Regions from separate parts of the Sus scrofa genome. Here region 1 is linked to region 2. A link is a contact called in public Hi-C data. All regions are on one chromosome and are shown on one strand. Each heading gives the region's core, a stretch centred on a gene start, on an enhancer-like site or on the middle of the called end of the contact. The rest is flanking DNA. Distances are from core to core; before and after follow the strand shown. Region 1 overlaps LOC102161209 (a long non-coding RNA gene). Region 2 overlaps HOXD9 (homeobox protein Hox-D9).

What was found. A called contact is a pair of places that touch in the nucleus more often than the background predicts.
Region 1: a Hi-C map of skeletal muscle shows a contact between it and region 2, with 7 times the contacts expected there. The contact joins two enhancer-like sites. A contact is called at or near these places in 2 of 5 promoter capture datasets (fetal liver and liver), 9 of 47 Hi-C or Micro-C datasets (adipocytes, adipose tissue, embryonic fibroblasts and 4 more) and 1 of 2 datasets of contacts at active chromatin or transcription factors (skeletal muscle).

Annotation. Positions count from the first base shown.
Region 1 is chr15:82,439,266-82,442,208 of Sscrofa11.1, forward strand. LOC102161209 (a long non-coding RNA gene) reads right to left here. Exons shown (of 3, transcript XR_002339197.1): 2 at 1,567-2,872; 3 at 1-82. Among named protein-coding and RNA genes, the nearest start is that of MTX2, 380 kb to the left of the region's middle. Within about 2 kb of position 1,291, at least 6 of the 83 cell types and tissues checked have an H3K27ac peak or open chromatin away from gene starts, as enhancers often do. A contact at or near this core is called in skeletal muscle, where this site is marked.
Region 2 is chr15:81,916,402-81,919,258 of Sscrofa11.1, forward strand. The region is part of intron 1 of HOXD9 (homeobox protein Hox-D9); the gene reads left to right. It overlaps HOXD10 (homeobox protein Hox-D10), which reads left to right. Exons shown (of 3, transcript XM_021076346.1): 2 at 1-2,389. The coding sequence starts at 1,435. Among named protein-coding and RNA genes, the nearest start is that of HOXD10, 6.5 kb to the left of the region's middle. Within about 2 kb of position 1,455, at least 24 of the 83 cell types and tissues checked have an H3K27ac peak or open chromatin away from gene starts, as enhancers often do. A contact at or near this core is called in skeletal muscle, where this site is marked.

The DNA.
Region 1 (2,943 bases), core at 41-2,540, 520 kb after region 2:
TTTGCTGGTAGGGCGGCTGTTTTTGTCGTCGGCCTTGGGTTTAACGATACAGCAGTTTCCTCTGCAGCCCAGACAACTCACTCTTTGAACACAGAGAGAAATAGTGCATCAGAAAATTATTTTCATGGTGTTGCCATGTTTACTGTTTCCTGTTGTCTTTGCCTGAAAGTGTTTTAACAAAAATTAGGGTTGAGCATAAAAACATTTGAGCCAGGGGATGAAAGGAGTTGTTATTACATTTCCTTTCCAGGTTAACATGGTCGCCTTTGATTTAAGCGCTATAGACTTGGGACAGGATATGACACCAATTAAAAACATGAAACTTAATTTTTGGACTAAACAATCACATACTCTTTCTTCTGATATCTGGTGGAGGGTTACTGACATGACATTTATTTCACAACCACAACCCTACATTTATTGGGTTGGCTTGATTTAAGATACATGGGGGCAACTAAAATTGTGCACGGAAAAGTCTAGCAACGTCTTCAAAACTGTAAAGCAGCTGTTATAAAAGGGAACACAGTCTTCCTGGTGACTGCCGTGCAAGGTCAAGAACACAAGCAAACTGGCTCCCTGAGCTCCAGACCTATTCATCTTGGTTGGAGGCAGATTTTAATTTAAGAGCTACATTTCAAAACAAATCAGTTGATTTTATCTCATAAAGGACAGCAGGGAAACATTTAACCAATAACCTCTCCTTAGCCTTACATTTATTTTTTTAGTTTTTATTTTTTGTTCTTTAGGGCCGTACCCACAGCATATGGAAGTTCCCAGGCTAGGGGTCAAATCGGAGCTGTAGCTGCCCCGCCTACACCACAGCCACAGCCACAGCCACGTGGGATCCAAGCCGCGTCTGCGGCCTACACCACAGCTCACAGCAACACTGGATCCATAACCCACTGAACGAGGCCAGGAATCGAACCCACAACCTCATGGATACTAATCAGATTTGCTTCTGCTGAGCCACCATGGGAACTCCCCAGCCTTACATTTAAACTTCATTTTTTCACAAGAGTTTTAGTATTTGTTGAAAATCAACTGCAAATAGTAATAACATAATGCCCTATGAATCATTACAAATATGAAAAGTAATGCACTCTATTTGAATATCGATATGTTTAAATGATAAAGCTGAATATTCGTGCTTAATTTTAATGCAAAAAATAAAGTGAACACATGCGAATTTAAGTAGCTAGGTCAACCTCCCCTTTTTTTCACCTGGACACCTTGTCTCACTCTAGCCAGTGATCCTGTGAAGAAAGTATTAGTGGTTTCAGCTCAGTCCCAGGTGGCCTATGTCACATACTGCATAACCTGCTGGTGGGTCCTCCAGGGCTATTTCTATTTATAGACAGTAGCCTTTTATAATTCTGTCGGGGGCAGTTGTGGAGAGGGTGCATACCCTGTTTTAATCTACTTATTATGCACTTGAAAATACTGGAAACATTTACAGAAAGAAGTCAAGTTAAATTTGTAAGACCTTTTCATGCGTTCAAATAAATTCGAGCTTACAGCTCTATACCAAGTGCTCAAGTTATTATGTTTGAAAGAAAAGTCACTCACAACTTCAACTCCATGTGGAAAATTACCAAACACTGCAGTTTTTCTAACCACGAAAATCCTCATTTCCCATGTGCAGTTGGTTAGCTCCTCACCGCATCCCCAAGGAGTCTGTGTGAGTCTGAAACACTGCAGAAAAATGAGAATTTCCACACTTAAATGCAGCCAAGGCAGCATTTTTAATGATTAAAAATAAGAGCAGAAGTGGAAAAGGAAGGGACCATGGGTCCTTGTTTTATTTTTTTTTCTTTCCTCCCATAAAAAAATGAGAGTGTGGGGGTTCCCAGGTGAGAGTCAAATGTGGGCCTGCATTTAATTTTTATGGGACTTTTTTTTAAAACAAGAAAAAAATACCAACTCTCTTAAATTTCCTCACTCTCAGTTGCACGCCGTGAATGTTAAAATGAAAGGAGGCATCAAGGCCAAATTCACCGTACAGCTTTTGTGAGCTGTTAGAAGCGATTCTCAGGATCTGGGCTTTTATTTAGGTTTGCTTTCCCTCTCAGCCTGAGTGTGCATTTTTGACGAGTTCTTTCTATCCCTAGCTTGAATGTACGCAGCCGATGCTTTTCACACACACACACACACACACACACACACACACAGGTTTTATGTATTTAAAGAAAATGAAAATCTTTAGTCCCTTGGTAACAATATTTTAAAAAGCAGCTCGATATTTGGATCAGCAAGTAGACTACTTTCAAAGACAACTCTCATGGGCACAATGTGTTAACTGTTTTCCGTGCCACCATTTCATCGTGTGCAAACGGACAGCAAAATGGTGGTTCCAGCATTTGGTTGTATGAGGGCTCTTTCGCAGACAGCCTTCCCTCTCAGATCGCAGAACCAGTTTGAAGAGCGATAGAAAAGCCAGATTGCTCAGGCCAGGGACGGATTCAATAAAACATACACACAGATCTTCCTCTGCTCACTGCTTTGCAGATGCTCGAGCAAAATTTGAGATACGTACGATACAAAGAGAGCACGCCCTGGTTAAAATAAAAAATGCAACAGAAATGATAGTTCAGTTAAACATGGAATTCCTTGGTGTTGGTAAATGCAGATGTTATTCATAGACCCTCCAATGTCACCGTTAGTAATCTACCTTGAGAAAAGACCCAAAACGGGGTTAGCATAGCGAATGTGAATGTTTCACTTGTGAATAAATGATCTTTCCAGATCAAGGTTGAGGTCACTGGCAAGCTAGTCTAGGTGAGCTCATTCCACAGTTATTTGCACATGCAAATCAGGCTTCTAAATTTTTCTTACCTTACTGTCTTTTGTTCATGAAAAGATCTTTGATGGATCTCTTAAAATAAAAATGTTGAAATAATCGAACAATGTAATAATTGAACTTTGCTAATAGTATTCATTTAGGAC
Region 2 (2,857 bases), core at 205-2,704:
AACCCCAAAGACCAAATCCTCTTTATAGAACTTTCCCTCACCAAAGGAAACAGAGGAGTATGGTTCCCCCACCTCCTTTTTCCCTCCTTTCCCTTACCCAAGCAGAATCGTGTCAAATAATTTTAGGGATTGCTCACAACTATAAAACTCAACTTCTGACAAAAGTATAGCTTTTAATATTTGACAATTTGTGTTAAAACAAAAATTGACCTTCTTGGTTAGTAGCGAAGGGGAAAAATCAATAGTATAATTTTCAATAATTCATAAAGCGAACGCCATTATGCTAAATCTTAACTATTAATCTTATCCTTTACAAAGTCTCGATTGATTTGTTAATAAAATATCTTCCCGTGTGTGGCAACAGCGGGTATAACTCTTTAAAAACCTTCAGAAGCAAGAAAATTACCAAGTAGCCCAAGAATGTAGATGAGAATTTTATTGATCGCCCTGATTCTTCTTAATATGTATTAATAAATTCCACAACCTTTTGTACCTTGCACTTGTCAGAAACCAATGCTTTTACAAAATCCATAAAAGGAAAACATATTTTTCTTTGCAGAAGAACCAAATGACACCTTTGCCTCTCACTCTCTCCTGCTTGGCCCAGTTTTCTAAAACTTCTGGAGTATGAAAGCGAGAGTTCCTTCCTTTCCTTGAAAACGTTTTCTTTCTCTCTCCCTTCCTTCCTCTTTGCCCTCTATTATCAGGGCGCGTGGGGAGGAAACCTCGGTTTCGTTCTTCCGCTGGGAACCCGAGGGACGCTTTCGCGGATTGTGAACTGCTGGAAAGGGATTGTCTCCGGACTGAAAGCTCCCAGCGGCCCGACCCGCAGAGGTCGGGGTGTGGTTCCTCCGAGAGTCAAAGGCTCGGGTAGCCCACCGGGGCGCAGGCGCCCGGAGCTAGGGTGGCCGGGCGGAGGCAGAGGACAGCGCCGGGGCCGGGCGGGTCCTGGGGCTCCGCGGGGCCGGCCAACTGCGTAGCCTCTCGGCCCTCGCGGTCCTTCTCGCCTCCGCTCCCCAGGATACCTTGGCCGCGTCTTAGGCGCCAGAGCTCTTTCCTGTGGACCCCTGGGGTGGGATGTCTCAGAGCCTGGGGAATCCGACTCACCTTCCCAGGCTGCCCGAGACAAAATGAACTAGGCTGGGCCCCCCACCATCCCCCCCGCCCGGGCCCGGGCCGTCTCGGGCGCCTGCCTGGGTGTGTGCGGGGCATGCTTCTGTGTGCTGGCGCCACGGCGCTCCGACTTCCCTCCCTGCGTGTGTCCGCCTGGAGACCCCCTCGGGGCCGAGTGTTTCCTTCCGCCTGCGGGGCCCAGAGGCCGGAGTGGGGGACGCGAGTGGGGCGGGAGGGCCGAGCGAGCCCCGGGAGGCTGGCGGGCGGCGAAGAGTGCTGGGCCGGCAGTCTCCAGCGCGCACTATCGCAGGCGCGTAGTAGATGTCGCTGTTGTCCGTGCTTACGCGGCTGGCCGGCCGGGCTCTGGAGCACGTGACCTGCGAGGAGGCTGCGGCTCAAGGCCATTTTCAAATCTCATTGGCTTGGTTGTCATGTGGTCGGCAGAGGCATCCACAATTACACGGGGAATGTTTTCCTAGAGATGTCAGCCTACAAAGGACACAATCTCTCTTCTTCAAATTCCTCCCCAAAATGTCCTTTCCCAACAGCTCTCCTGCTGCTAATACTTTTTTAGTAGATTCCTTGATCAGTGCCTGCAGGAGTGACAGTTTTTATTCGAGCAGCGCCAGCATGTACATGCCACCACCTAGCGCAGACATGGGGACCTATGGAATGCAAACCTGTGGACTGCTCCCGTCTCTGGCCAAAAGAGAAGTGAACCACCAAAATATGGGTATGAATGTGCATCCTTATATACCTCAAGTAGACAGTTGGACAGACCCGAACAGATCTTGTCGAATAGAGCAACCTGTTACACAGCAAGTCCCCACTTGCTCCTTCACCACCAACATTAAGGAAGAATCCAATTGCTGCATGTATTCTGATAAGCGCAACAAACTCATTTCTGCTGAGGTCCCTTCGTACCAGAGGCTGGTCCCTGAGTCCTGTCCCGTTGAGAACCCTGAGGTTCCTGTCCCTGGATATTTTAGACTGAGTCAGACCTACGCCACCGGGAAAACCCAAGAGTACAATAACAGCCCCGAAGGCAGCTCCACAGTCATGCTCCAGCTCAACCCTCGCGGCGCGGCCAAGCCGCAGCTCTCGGCCGCCCAGCTGCAGATGGAAAAGAAGATGAACGAGCCCGCGAGTGGCCCGGAGCCCAACAAAGTCTCCCAGGTGGAGAGCCCCGAGGCCAAGGGTGGCCTTCCGGAAGAGAGGAGCTGCCTGGCTGAGGTCTCCGTGTCCAGTCCTGAAGTACAGGAGAAGGAAAGCAAAGGTCGGTATGAGCAGAGTTGCCACCCCAGCGGGGCGAGCAGCCCGGGAACCCGGCAAAGAGCTCCGCCTGGGTGCCCAGTGTCGAGCTCGGCAGTCTGGGGCCCGACAGGGAGGTGCTGCTCCTCCCGGCTTTTAGAGGGGCATTCTTAGTCCTGAGATGGTCTCCGCTTCTCCGGCACTGCCCTGGCCCTCCTGGCTGGTCCTGGCCCCACGCTGAGGGAGCCCAGGCAGAGGAAGGGTTTGCCGGGTTTATTTTTCCTGAGCTAGACTTGAAATGCAACAAAAGAGTGCAAATGAGACCTGCGGCTGGTAAACATGCCCCAGACCCTCCTTTCTCTCGTTCAGATTTGCAGTCCCAGCCCTGCCTTTCACCCAATGATGATTTTAAGGTTGTCTGAGGCACTGTGTTCTTGTTCAAATGTATGCACCCCGCATCCTGCGAGCTTGGGGTTGACAAGGGGGTATGAGA